Regions from separate parts of the Sus scrofa genome. Here region 2 is linked to region 1. A link is a contact called in public Hi-C data. All regions are on one chromosome and are shown on one strand. The core of a region is the stretch at or near the end of the contact, and the rest is flanking DNA. Distances in the headings are between cores, read along the strand shown.

Region 1 (2,700 bases), core at 105-2,604:
TATTTTAAAACGTAATAAAGCAAATTCATATACATTATACATTTAGCATATGGATATAATGAACTTTTATAGGAAAATTCTCCTAGGAATTATATAAATTCATCTACAAGTTATCTAACTACATGGATCCTCCATTCCCTCCTTCATAAAACACAAAATTTTTACCTACCTCTTAAGGTACTCAAGATACCTCTTAGGTATCTTTATCTCATCAACTTAATTTTATTTTTCCTTATGCTTCATAATATACCTAAATTATTAATCAATAAATACATATATAACATACATGTGTATGTATGTATGTGTATACATAAATTTGTGTATAAAATACAAAGACTAAACTGGATTTTGAATAGGAACAATTAACAGGCAGGGGAAAGTTGTAAATGTTCAATACATAGTCTCTGCTATGATTATTATGATTGTCGACAACAACAACAAAACACAGAAAACTGCAAATAAGAGAACGGGTTTATTTGTGGTTTTAAGTATTGTAATTCACAAGGCACCCATAGGAGCAGTGACTCAAACGGACTCCAGGGTAAATGGAAAACGGCAGGGGTTTATAAAGGCAACTTACTAGACATTGCACAGAAGGTTATTTTTATACAACTATGATTGGTGCCAATGGGTGGTCTAAGAATGGCCTGATCAAAAGTTTATGCTGCATCCAGGTGTGGACATGTGTAAGTTCCAGTAGCCTCCCGGCTCCATTTTAGATCCCTTGACATAAATGACCTCATTTTGTTGTTCATGTCCCATAGCTTTTAGGTGGAAATAAAGTTGGATCAATAGAAGGTATCTGTGTTTACTCTTGTGTTCATTATTTACAGTCACTCAACAATACAATGGTGAACTCAACGCAGCTGTTTTCTTCTCGGTGCCAAACCCTACGTGCGGCAGAAAAGCCTCTGGGAGACAGTGGGAAACAAAGGATGTGGTATACAGATCTCATGATCCTCATCGTTATCCTCCTCCACCTTAATTGGCTGGAGCTCTGCCACCGGCAAGATAAACACTGTCGAAGTGGTCAACCGTAGACCATAAAGGCTTAAAGGGAGTTCAGGATGTAACTTTTCTTTACCCTCACTTCTGGCCCCAACTTTTCCTAGGATACATTACTGCAATAAATTTTACCGCCTGTTTCCACTCAGATGTACCTCAATATTAGTGACAGCACAGACAACATGGAGAATACATCTGGACTTCTGGATTTTAAAAGTCACTGAAGTATTTTACCATTTGGTAAGAAGCTAAAACTCAACCTTTTGCTAAAAGCACGACACAGCTCCCGAGAGCTTCCCTCACGTGACTTCCCTGCAGCCTCGCGCGGAGGCACGCTGACGTCACGGCGACGTGCGACGTGAGGTCGTCGACGAGCGGCGCTGCGTCTCCAGTATCCCTGTCGGGGCTGCTAGTTGTGCGGCGCTGCCCAGCTATCGTTTTCTTCTCAGCTTCTAAAAGCCCGATTGAATCTTGTCCGTTTGCCGGGAGCCGGACGGATTTGGAGGAAACTGAGCCGCGGGTGATGGCGCTGTCCCCTCTCGGGACCCTCTCGTGACGTCTCCGCGCGGGGCGATGTGGGCTCGTGCAGGGCCGGGCTGGTGGCCCGGACGGACGCTAGCGGCGTGGGCCAGCCGGTCGGCGGGTCTTGGGCCGCCCGGGGCTCTCCCCGCGTCTGCCCTGGGCCCTGCCGCCGAGCCCAGGGCTCCGGACAGGCCCTTCAGCTCTGCGGACCGCCAGGTGACCCCCCCTGAGTTTCTCCTTGGCCAGGTTTTAAAACTTGGGAAGGTGCTCCTGTTGTATTTGGGAATGTGGACGCAGGTTGCGCTTCTGTAGAGGAGGCAGTGCTGGGACGGGCTCCTCTGGGGTTCCTGAGTCTTCCACTGCTCACCAGTGTGACCTTGGGCAGGTGGCGGCCTCACTTTCCTACTTTGTAATATCAGAACTGTTTGTGTGATGCTTTGGGCTAAATATGTATTTAAGTTTAAAAACTTTTTTTTTTTTTTTTTTTGCTTCTTAGGGCCGCACTCCCAGGGAGTATGGAGGTTCCTAGGCTAGGGGTCAAATCAGAGCTGTAGCGTCTGGCTCACACCACAGCCACAGCAACGTAGGACCCGAGCAATGTCTGCGACCTACACCACAGCTCACAGCAAAGCAGGATCCTTAATGCACTGAGCAAGGCCAGGGATTGAACCCGCAACCTCATGGTTCCTAGTCGTATTCATTTCCACCACCACAAAGGGGAACTCCTGTTTGTTTATTTGTTAAATGAGGTGCCAGTGGAGGTCCCATTGTGGCTCAGTGAAACCAACCTGATTAGTATCCATGAGGATGCATGTTCCATCCCTGGCCCTGCTAAGAATCAGGCTTTGCTGTGGCTGTGGTGTAGGCCGGAGCCTGGACATTTCCATATGCCTCTGGTGTGGCCCTCCAAAAAAAAAAAAAAAAAAATGCTAATAAAACCTCCAATGGCTATGCATGACTTAAGGAGTAGAATTTTTAGGAGTTGCACTGTGGCAAAACAGGATTGGAGGTGTTTGTAGCGCTGGGGTATAGGTTCAATTCCCATCAGGGCATGTCGATTTAAGGATCTGGCACCAACTGAAGGTGAGATATGATCCCTGGCCAGGGGACTCCATGTGCCTCAAAGTGGCCAATAAAGGGGGGAAAAAAGAACTTTTAGTCCAGTATCAAGGA
Region 2 (2,806 bases), core at 208-2,707, 52 kb after region 1:
TGTAGACACAAAAATGACTAAAATAAGGATCTTACTATCAAAGGCTTAGATTCATTTAATAGGCTTTGGGGTAGAACTTATCTTCATTTTTCAGATATAGAAAACTGCAACTCAGAAGTTTATTACTGAAGTATAAAGCTATTAAGCGGTGGAGGATCTATCTGACTGAAAGATATATGCTCCAAAAATGCCTTATAAAGAAGAACCATTTAGAATCCTTGTTAAAAAGATTCCCAGGGCCCTTCCCCTGGACATGATGTTTCAACAGTTCTGAAATAGGGTCCAGAGAATCTGGACCTTTACAAATACAAGTGATTCTTACAATCAGGATAAATTTGGAAAAGAACACCATATAAGATGAGTTCATTGCACAGAGGATCAAGAAACCTCTCAGACCAAGTACAGGCATGTTTTGTCCTCTTAAACTCTTCCCTGAGCTCACAGTTCACTTCCAAATTCCCAAATGAATCACTGCACCCAGAAGAAAGTAGAATGTTTTTGGAACATGTGTTTAAATTTTAAAATGTGTCTTTTGCCAAAATGTGGTTTTGCCAATCCTCAGAAGTCCAAACTGCTGTGGCCCTCGACCATTCTCTGATATCACGACCCAATAGCACTCAGAAAATGACACAGCGTCACCCTGCCCTCATATTCCTCTGGTGCTGATTCATTTGGGGTATGGATCCCTTGGAAAAAAGAGCCATGGAACACGAATCTGAGAACTCTAAAGCTGGATGGGAACTTCTAGATGACTTGAGTAACACAGCTATTTTAGAATCTATACTAGAATCTGGAATCAAGACTTCCAGAATCCCTGCTCTGAGCTTTTCCGAACACCACATCACAGCTGACCTGAAAAGACCTCTGAAGCCCGACCAGGAAGGGGGCCTGCAGGGCAGGGGTCTGGATCCCGACGAGGGCTAAGAAGCGGCAGAGAAGGCCGTGGTCCCTACCCAGAAGGCGGGGGCTGCAAACCCACACTGCCGGGCTGCCAGGCCCCCGTCTCTCCGCAAACCGTAACGAATACAAATGAGGATGACTATTAGGAATTTTTAAGAAGTGTCAGGAAAAGGCCGCCAAAGGGAGAGACGGCTATAGCCCTGTCCCAGAGACCCAGTTCGAAGAGCACACCCAGCCAAGTTGGAGGGGGGTAAGGCTGAGGACACCACGGCCCCCGCCTTGAGACTTCCCGGATCCTAATCCGCCCCGCGTCCCCATCTCAACATAAAGCCCTCCCACGGGGACGACGCCCAGCGGGGCCCCTAGCCGACTCCCCTTCTGGGTCCATCCCGGTGGACTCACCCGCCGACCCACTGACTCTCCCGACGCCGTAACAGGGGGAAGAACCAACACCCAGCCACTCTGGAACCAGCAGAGCCGGGCGTGGAGCGCGGAGCTCAAGGACCCGGATGTAAACCTGGCGCAGAAGGGACGGCGGCGCGGCCTGTGGGTGCTGCGCATGCGCGCGCTTCTTGCTTGCTAGGGATGAGCCGCGTAAAGGTCCTTGTGAGTTAAGCAATACAGGAAACCCTGCCTTAACGTGAGTCTCGAGATCCTGGGCCCTTGCCTCCACACTTTTTTTTTTTCATCCCTCAGAGGTTGAATTGCGATAGAGTCTTTGGGTTAATGAGATTTAGCATGTAGGACTGCAAGGCCCGTACATCAGCATTACTTTAGTTGCTGCTTATAATAGCAATATGAATTCTCTCTCTACTCCAAGCTGTTGAATGTCTCCTTTGCAAGCAGAGTGACAGCTAAGCGCTTTTTATCAATAAGCTCATCAAAGTCAAGTTTAACGTGCTGCAGAAGGGCAAACTGTGTACCATGGGAAACCTTGAAGTGGTTCAGAGGCGATTTTGATGAGATACGAACTTGTGCTGAGGTTGTAGGAAAGGGAAGCAGAATCAGCTTTGAACTGAGTATTGCAAATCTTTGTTCATGAGGGAAATGAGGAAGTTGTTAAGAAAGTATCAGTCACTCAAAGAAGTATCATGTGAGTCCCAATAGGAACATTTAGAATTCTGATAGGACCTATAATCTGACTACCTGCATGAGGTGACAGGCAAACTCGTTTCCTTGTACACTACAAAGTTAAGATAAATGTGTAACACTATGTCCCCAAATTCCTTAACTGAAGTTCTGCACCTGAGTTGTAAATCCAGCCAGCTTCTCTAAGTCAAATGAATCCCCCAACTTACATTTTTTAAGGCAAGAACAGTGTTCCATTTCCATATATAACTTCAAACAGCAACGTTTCTCTGCACTATAGCCTTGAGTTAGCTTACAAAGGCAGTTTTTAATACCTCCCCAGTACTATAATTTATCATCTAACAAAAATCAATTGTACAACTACTGTAGTCAAAAAGACCTGCAAGTAAAAAAGAGCCTTGCAGGGAATATTCTTGGACCACAGAGGGATGTTTTTGTAACATATTCTTTCTCAGCGGTTCTACTTATGTGTTTCTAACACTAGAAGAATAAGTTCTGCTCTTGCTATAAGTGCTAACAATGGTTAATTCTACTTTAACTGCATTGTGTCATATCCTGTCTTCCTTTTCTCTCAAGCTGGTGTTTCTCACCTCTTGCAACTCATATGCCATGCTCTTTGTACCAGGATGAAAGCAAGCAATTACTGCCATCAAAAGCAAAATATGTAATACTAAGCAGGAAAATTGTTTTGACAAGGACAGGGATGAATGTGCTGAGTCATTCATTTGTCCATTCGAGAAATGTTTACTGTTTAAGTACCAGACACCAACACAAGGAAAGCGGACACATATTTCCTTGCTCCAGGTAAACCAAGAGT

The links. A called contact is a pair of places that touch in the nucleus more often than the background predicts.
Region 2: a Hi-C map of skeletal muscle shows a contact between it and region 1, with 3 times the contacts expected there. The contact joins the promoter of GNPDA2 here to the promoter of GUF1 in region 1. A contact is called at or near these places in 1 of 5 promoter capture datasets (liver), 6 of 47 Hi-C or Micro-C datasets (alveolar macrophages, embryonic fibroblasts, heart right ventricle and 2 more) and 2 of 2 datasets of contacts at active chromatin or transcription factors (alveolar macrophages and skeletal muscle).

The regions. Positions count from the first base shown.
Region 1 is chr8:35,166,265-35,168,964 of Sscrofa11.1, forward strand. It overlaps GUF1 (translation factor GUF1, mitochondrial), which reads left to right and starts at 1,355. Exons shown (of 17, transcript XM_003128951.5): 1 at 1,355-1,743. The coding sequence starts at 1,579.
Region 2 is chr8:35,218,070-35,220,875 of Sscrofa11.1, forward strand. It overlaps GNPDA2 (glucosamine-6-phosphate isomerase 2), which reads right to left and starts at 1,458. Exons shown (of 7, transcript XM_003128949.5): 1 at 1,303-1,458.